3 separate regions of the Pan troglodytes genome follow, and regions 2 and 3 are each linked to region 1. A link is a contact called in public Hi-C and HiChIP or PLAC-seq data. All regions are on one chromosome and are shown on one strand. Each heading gives the region's core, a stretch centred on a gene start, on an enhancer-like site or on the middle of the called end of the contact. The rest is flanking DNA. Distances are from core to core; before and after follow the strand shown.

Evidence for each region. Hi-C and Micro-C count contacts between places; a contact is called where the count stands out from the background. HiChIP or PLAC-seq counts read pairs in DNA pulled down with a chosen protein or histone mark.
Region 2: a contact with region 1 is called in a Hi-C map of induced pluripotent stem cells, with 1.8 times the contacts expected there. The contact joins the promoter of GOLT1A here to the promoter of PLEKHA6 in region 1. A contact is called at or near these places in 4 of 7 Hi-C or Micro-C datasets (blood, induced pluripotent stem cells and stem cell-derived neural progenitor cells).
Region 3: an H3K4me3 HiChIP or PLAC-seq map of stem cell-derived excitatory neurons shows a contact between it and region 1, with 4 times the contacts expected there. The contact joins the promoter of ETNK2 here to the promoter of PLEKHA6 in region 1. A contact is called at or near these places in 1 of 7 Hi-C or Micro-C datasets (stem cell-derived neural progenitor cells) and 1 of 1 datasets of contacts at active chromatin or transcription factors (stem cell-derived excitatory neurons).

Annotation. Positions count from the first base shown.
Region 1 is chr1:44,711,137-44,713,836 of NHGRI_mPanTro3-v2.0_pri, forward strand. PLEKHA6 (pleckstrin homology domain containing A6) reads left to right here and starts at 1,399. Exons shown (of 27, transcript XR_010150977.1): 1 at 1,399-2,700.
Region 2 is chr1:44,876,620-44,879,319 of NHGRI_mPanTro3-v2.0_pri, forward strand. GOLT1A (golgi transport 1A) reads left to right here and starts at 1,313. Exons shown (of 5, transcript XM_016936683.4): 1 at 1,313-1,428. The coding sequence starts at 1,404.
Region 3 is chr1:44,938,402-44,941,101 of NHGRI_mPanTro3-v2.0_pri, forward strand. ETNK2 (ethanolamine kinase 2) reads left to right here and starts at 1,329. Exons shown (of 6, transcript XM_063793107.1): 1 at 1,329-1,783. The coding sequence starts at 1,526.

The sequences.
Region 1 (2,700 bases), core at 149-2,648:
ATGAGTAATAAACATTTACAAATCTGAGCCACTGGCCTTTTCTCATCTAGGTAAATGTCCCCAGGAACCCCAGGCTAGATTAGACATTAAACAAGACAAAAATCTCGTGGAAAAATAGATCAAGAGGTGCTCAAAGAAGACAGTAGTGTAATACATGTTTTCAAATATATGTCATCTTGTCCCCTGTTTCCGCCCATGTTCAGCACAAGCAGCTGCCCCTACTGGTTGCTCAGGTTGGACTGGGAGTGCACTGATTGCTGGTATTTTCCCTTGAGGCATCTTGGCAGCAGCTCTGGCGGTTTATATTCTTGGCCATCTCAGGGGCTAGGCAGGTGGCTCTGTGCTTTGTCAGTGGCATGAGTCCTACAGGTGTTTCATATGGCTGGTGACAGGGGACTGCAGCCTGGCAGAGTCTGCTACCTTGATCTGCCAACTTTCTCCAATTCAGAAACGAAGGGGCACCTAGACCTTCATCTGTGCTTCCCAGGTGCAGCTCTGCTTCATTGTCAAATGAAGCTTTCTCTACTAGAAATTTGTAGGATCTGAGAAGAGAGAAAGAATTTGGACATCATGGGTTTCTGCGTGTCTTCTGCTTCTGGAGAATGGACTTAACTTAGATCTGGCAGCCAGGATGTTGGCAGAGTCAATTTCCAGTGTTGGAGTGCGAAGGATGTAATGAAAACAGCTCTGGCCTGAGACACTGGTGGGCAGATCCTTTTCAGCCACCACCTTTCTCAGTGACCTTGACCAGCCCCTTTCCCTTCTCTGTTCCTCACTTGCCATATTCAAAACAAGAGGATTGGACTAAATGTTCTCTGAGGCATCTCCTAGCTTTACCATCTATCAGATGTATACACTTTAAACCCTCCAGGTTGAGAATTTGGGATCTATGAGAAGGATCACAGGCTGTTTCTTTTCCCAGAAAGATCTCCCCACACGCACCCTGATGTTGCTGATGGTTATATTGAGAGTGCCTCTAAATAAAGTCCAAAAGTACAGGATTGTGGTTAGAGTTAAGAGTAGTTCTCAGTTATGACCATATCAAGCATTCATCAAATGTTAATTGGTCTGGGCACGGTGGCTCATGCCTGTTATCCCAGCACTTTGGGAAACTGAGGCGGGTGGATCAGATCACTTTAGGTCAGGAATTTGAGACCAGTCTGGCCAACATGGTGAAACTCCATCTCTACTGAAAATACAAAAAAAATTAGCCAGGCATGGTAGTGAGTGCCTGCAGCCCCAGCTACTCAGGAGGCTGAGGTGAGAGGATCACTTGAACTTGGGAGGTGGAGGTTGTAGTGAGCCGAGATCATGCCACTGCACTCCAGCCTGGGTGATAGAGCGAGACTCCATCTCAAAAAAAAAAAAAAAAAAAATTGTTAATTGGTGCCGCAGGCAGCTGCCAGGGCTGTAAAGATGGATAAGATGGAGTTCCTGCCCCAAGGAGCACACAGTCCAATGGAGGAGACAGATGACTAAATCAAGGATTGCATTACAGTGTGATAAGTGCTACTATAGGGTTATTCATCAGGTGCCATGACACATGGAGGATGGACATATAAATCTCTCCGGGGTAGTGTCAGGAATGGCTTCCTGGAGGAGGTGGCACATGGGTAGACACTGAAAGGATGAGTAGGAATTACCTATGTGGAATGGGGATCAAGTCTCCTGGAATGCTCACAAAACGTATGTTTGCCCAACAGATAATTGCCAGCTGTCATGGAACACATTGCTCCCTTTAAACACAGGTGTCTCTCTCATCGTCTAATTATTCTCCTGGGCCTGGCACATGGATTGGAACTGTATGTACCTAACTGGAGCCCCAGTGGCAGATCCGGAGTAAGCTGGGAAAGCCAAATGGACTTCAGCATTTTTTCTTTTTTGAGACAGGGTCTCGCTCTGTTGCCCAAGCTGGAGTATACTGGCAGGATCATAGCTCACCGCAGCCTCGACCTCCCAGGCTCAAAGTGATCCTCCTGACAGTGTTCTGAGTTGCTGGGACTACAGGCTCGTGCCACCAGATCCAGCTAATTAATTATTCTTATTATTTGTAGTGACAGGGTCTTGCTATGTTGCCTAAGCTGGCTAACTTTGATATAGACCCTGAGATAGCAGAACTGTGGGCTCCAGCAATACTGCTTTTGGTATGCCAGTATGAAATGCTTGCAGTCTGCATTCTGTACACATAACACATTCCCTTCTCTCTCCATTTTTCTTCCTTTTTCCTTTTCCATTTCTGGTGCAAGTTAGGGGGAATGGAATGGAGGGACATAAACGCTGTTGGTTTCTGAGTATTTCTAAGGTCTCCCTGTGATTCTACTTAGTCATGGCAGACTTCTTGGAGGAGGTGCTGGGAAAGAAAGGTAAGGACTAGCTCGACTAATCAGGCTGGCATCTGAGCTAGGAGAGGCTCCCCGGGCCCCTCGCTGCTCACAGCCCCGCCACGCTTCCGTGCCTTTGACCTTTGTTCCTCTCCTAACCTCCCACCAAGTAGAACCAGGTTTAATCACTTCCCTTTTTCCGTTCAGTGGCTGGACATGTCCACCAGGTTCCTGATTCAAAGCTCTTTTAGTCAAACTGGTTCTCTGCGCGGTGCGCCTGGATTGGGGGACTTGGCGCTGCCGGCGAGTTCTCGGGGCTGTAAATTACCTTCCGAGGCGGCGGCGCGGCTCCGCCCCCGGCCCCGCCGGTGGTTCAAGT
Region 2 (2,700 bases), core at 63-2,562, 170 kb after region 1:
TGGGTGCAAGCAATCTGCCTATTTCATTTATGTCTTCTGGTAAGTCTTGCCTGAACATTTATATATTGAAAGACATCATGTTTAATTATAATTTATCTTTTTGTTTCTTTTTAAAAAATTATGTTAGCTTTCCTTGGTTTTGTTGTTGTTGTTTGGTTTGTTTTTTTTGAGACAGGATCTCGCTCTGCTACCCAGGCTGGAGTGCATGGCTTGATCACAGCTCATCGCAGCCTCGACCTTCTGGGCTCAAGCAATCCTCCTACCTTAGCCTCCCCAGTAGCTGGGACTACAGGCAGGTACCACCACATCTGGCTAATTTTTTATTTTTATTATTGTAGAGACAAGGTCTCACTATGTTGCTCAGGCTGGTCTCAAACTCCTGGGCTCAAGCAATCCTCCTGCCTTGGCCTCCCAAAATGCTGGGATTACAGACATAATGCATTTTGTATGCCAGGCCTATTTGCATTTTTAAATGATGTATGTAGATTAGTCATATCATCTTTGAAATTCATTTCTTCATTTCTGGACACAGAAGACATTGCAAAGTGGATGTTGGCTCTCCTGGCGTCAATGCCACGTCAGAACCACTGCTCTGCGATGGGAAAAAAGGATGTTAGGAACTAACTGCCTCTCTTTTTGCAGGCCCAAAGGACGAATCCATGTCTACACAGCTGTTGGGTAGACTAGAACCAGGCCCCCTAAATTGTCCAGTCCTGCCCCAACCCCAAATTCAGGGCTTTGTCTTCCATAGCTCAACATCACAGTCAGTCCAAAGCTTGGACGCCGCTTGGGGAAAGGAGGTCGAAGACCTTCATGTCTAACTTCCCCCATGGCGCTTTTGCCATTGATTTAACCCGATCTGGCTCTGCCATTAGGTCAACAACAGGCTTTGTGCTCAGTCGCTCATCGCCTCCCAGCGCCTAGCATGTGCAATAGCAGAGAGCAAAAAGCTTGACTTTCAAGATGAATTTAGTACATTCCCAAAGGGATGCGCAGATGCCAACTCTTCCCACACTATCAAACCAAGCAAGAAACTTGAGCACCCCCTAGATTCCAATGCTTCCACATACAATCTAAGTTTCGCGGAGCAGACGAGAGCCGCAGAACACCGCGCGGTGCGAGGAAAGGGTCAGGTGGGCGGTGCCTTCCCCGGGCAGGCGCGGCAGGTGGAGGGGCGGGGCATTGCCCTACCGGAAAACGGGAGGAGGGAGCCGGCGAGTAGAAGCACCTGCGTGGTGTGCGGGGGTGGAGCGGGGGCTGGAGGGAGAGTTAATGATTTGCCACAGGCTCATTTCCCAACTTAACCAAGGGTCAGCTTCCCGTGACCATGTGCCAGCTGCGTCCTCTGGGCCACGCTCCACTTGCCCGCTTCCACCCGGAAGGCCCCCCAGGCTGAGTGCGGCATGATCTCCATCACCGAATGGCAGAGTAAGTGAGATGAGCGGGGCTGCAATGGGCTATCCAGGCCAGGCTCCCTGCCGGCTGGCTCTCTCTCCCAGCTGGGCTCTCTGTCACCACAAGCGTGACCTCTGGAGCCAGGGGCTGGGAGATGCTGTGCTGGCACCCTGGGGCAGCAGGCAGGGTGGGGTGTGGCTCCCTACCCTCCAGCGGGTGGGAGTTGCTCAGGGCCCACAGGTAGCTAGAGGCTGGTGCCCAGGGGGCCTGGCAGGTTTCCCATTCACACTGACCCCTTTCCCATCCCGGGTTCTTAGAACTGGGTTGCCACAAAGGTGGACTCAGGAGGCCTCTGCCCATTCAGACATCTTTCCCCACACCATCAAGGTCTCCTGTGGCCCTGGGGGCTTCTTATAAAAAACTAAACTCCACTCCCCTGACCAAACCACCATACCCTCACTCCTAAACATCCTTCCCCTTCTTTTGGGGGAAGAGGTAGGGAGGAGGTCTTGGAACAAGTCTGGGGCCATGGGAAGAACCGTGGCTCTGTGGGCTTCATTTGGGTGAGTTACTTAAAGCCTCTGAGCCTTGGTTTTTCATCTGAGAATTGGTGACAACATTCTTTTGTTCACTCAACAGATTTGTCTCTGCTGTGTGCCAAGCACTGTGTTGGATATAGAGTGTCCAACATTAAATGAAACTGACTCCCTGCTTACATTCTAGAGAGGGGAGACAGGTAATTAACAGAAAGAAGTATATAGTATATCACAAGATGGTAAGTCCTCCAGATGAAAATAAAACAAGAGGAGGCTATGGAGTTCGAGGTAGGAGGGGTCGCTATTTTATATAGAGTGGTCAGGGAAGCCTCACTGAGAAGGTGAGCCTTTACTCAGATCTTTTTTCAGAGATCTATAGGAAGTGAGGAAGCAAAGCCACGCAGCTCTCTGGAGGGGAAATGTTCAGGAAGCAGGGACAGGCAGTGCAAAGGCCCTGAGGCATTAGCATACTTGGTGTGTTTGAAGAACAACAAGGAGATGGGTATACCTGGAGCAAAGTGAGGTGAGGGGAGAATCATAGGAGTTTAGGTCAGGGATGTCACTGAGGGGTCAGGACACTGGAGACTTATAGACTATGGTAATGACCTTGGTTTTGTGCTATGGTGTGATACGTTCTATTTCTATGTTTAAAAGATCATTCTGGGTGCTGGGTTGAGAATAGACTGTGGAGGTATGAAGGCAGCAGCAGGGAAGCCAGTTCTTTTTTTTTTTTTTTTTTTTTGAGACAGAGTCTCACTCTGTCGCTCAG
Region 3 (2,700 bases), core at 79-2,578, 230 kb after region 1:
GTGGTGAGCAGAGATCACACCATTGCACTCCAGCAGCCTGGGCAACATGAGCGAAATTCTGTCTCAAATAAAAAAAATTTTTTAATAAAATCAACGTGGCTAGTGGTCACTGCATTGGACAGCAGATATAGAACATTTCAATCACTGCAGAAGTTCTGCTAGACAGAGCTGGATTCTGGACCGCAGTAAGCATAGGAGCCTCGCGGTTGAGAGGTTCCGGGATAGGCCAAAGGGGTAACTGGGAAAATAGGAAAGGGCCCCTTCTCTGAAGGCGCTTTTCTGGGTGGGGCAGTGAGAGATAGTGACTAGTGAGATCCCTGAGGCCTCACTACAACAAATAGGGCTGGCAGCCAACAGAGCCCTGCTCAGGAGGTGGCAGAGAATGAGCAAAGGAGAATCTGGCTAGTAGAGGGACTTGCCCCCTGAGCCGGCCTGGCCTCTCTCCATGTCTCCTCCCCACAGCAACCTGCCCCGGGACACCTTGTCACCCCTTCCCCTTCCTTCCCACCCCCAGCCATCACCACGCCTTGCTTTGGCCCTTAGCTGCGCCAGGCATTTAGCTGTCCTCCCCAGGACGCGCGAGGGTCTGTCCACTTCACACCCCGAATGCCAAGCAAAGCACTGGGCTCGGGTACACCGCTTGCCTGCTACCTGGCTCCATTCACACGCTCAGGATGGGAGGGAGGCTTTAACTCAGTCTTGCCCCAAGTCCTGCCCAGGATGTGCCCAAACACTCCAACGCCCTGGCTGTTCAGTGGCCTGCCAGGAGACAGCGCAGTCTGCTGGACTGGCACACTCTCACCCCAACGCTATCACCCAATGTCCCCTCTTCATGCAGTGTGTTTCTGTCGGGGATGGGAGGTTGCCTGGGGGGGGGGGGGGGGGCTCTCTGCAGGGAAGGACCTTTGAGATGCAGCAGGGGCCGCCCCTGCAGAGCCATTTCCCGGGGTCCGGGGACTGGGGGCACGGAGCAGGGGCACAGAGGGGCGAGCCCAAGCTGACGTCGTGGGAGCAGCGGATCTCTCTATTCCAGGATGAGGTGGGGGCGCAGGACGAGCCCTCCCCCGCCTCCACCCCAGGCTACCGGGAGAGAGCTGGAGTCTCGCGGCCTCGGAGGCCGGGAAGCCAGCCCCGGCGGGGACCCGGGCGGGGCGGAGCCAGCGGAGGCCCCACCCCCGGCGTCACCGGCCCCCAGGGGGGCGTCGCCCCCACCCCGCGCTCCAGGTAGCGGCGGCCTCAGCTGCCGGCGGTGGCTGGCTGAGCTCCCCAGCGGCCCGCGGGCCGGGGCGGGGGCGGGCCGGGGGCGTTCCCGCGGGCCGCCACCCGTGATGTCACAATCGCGGCGGGCCGCGGCGCTCCGGGGTCGGCGGTGGGCGGCGGGCCGCGAGCCGGCGATCGAAGCGGGCAGCTCGCGCCTGAGTCATGGACTTCCCCTGGCCCCTCCTCTACCACTCCCACTCCCTCGCCGGGCCCCCCCGCCGGGGCTAGCGTCTGCCGCGGCTCCGAGGGGGTGGGGCTGCTGGGAATGGCTGTGCCCCCTTCGGCCCCTCAGCCGCGCGCGTCCTTTCACCTGAGGAGGCACACGCCTTGCCCGCAGTGCTCATGGGGCATGGAGGAGAAGGCGGCGGCCAGCGCCAGCTGCCGGGAGCCTCCGGGCCCCCCGAGGGCCGCCGCCGTCGCGTACTTCGGCATTTCCGTGGACCCGGACGACATCCTTCCCGGGGCCCTGCGCCTCATCCAGGAGCTGCGGCCGCATTGGAAACCCGAGCAAGTTCGGACTAAGGTAGCGGAGTGGGCGCGGGGCCGAGGATGGGGTCCTGCTAGGGCTGCCAGGGGGATGCGGGGACCCAGTCCTCGCATCCTTCCGGGTGTCAGTCCCAGGGGTGCGCGGCTGCTGCGCAAGAAAGGTTTGGAACGTGGTTTGTGTACGGATTGATTTCGTCGCTACCAAAACTAGGCTCACACCTCCCTTGGCCCTGCACACGCCCCCCTTCTCCCGGGGCTCTTAGGCACGCCTGGTGGCCACCTGCCCACTGTCGGCATGCTGCGTGTGCGGGCCGCACCCCCTGTCGCTGCGTGCTGGTGCCCCTCGCTGACCAGAAGCGCGTACGCAGCCAGCTCTGAAACCTGAGGAGGCGGGAACTTTTAAGAGACCCCCCCCACCCGCCCCGACCCAGCCATACATGCATACATTGCTGCCCCTTCTCCACCCCATGGTGGGAGCAAATCCTCCAGGCTCTGAGCTGCCCCTGTGGGTCCCAGGAGCCACCCTGTGGAATTCCAGCTAGCACTCAGCTCCTCACCATCGCTGCAGGCTCGGGCTCAGCACCCCCACACAGGCCATCTTCCCCAGCCCCAGCTGGACACAGGTCCCAGGACACACCTGTGGGCAGAGCCACTCACTGAGCCTTAGGCTAACTCCCCAGCTGACTACCTCCAGCCCCGCTGTGGGCTGCCTGTGGAGGAAGGTGCCGAGTGGGGCGCTTGTAGCTTGTGCTGGAATGGTAGCGGCTCCATGCAGACAGGCATTCTGGGGTGGGGTGGGGGCAAAGTTGTGGGGAGGTTCTTAACCAAGTGTGGAGGCTGACAGAACCCGCCCTGGGGATGGAGTAGCGTTTTCAAAATAAAAGGCCCAGTTTGGTATAGGACTGTCAAGGCATCAAGCAGGCCTGAGGTTAATTCCAGCACTGATCTAACGTG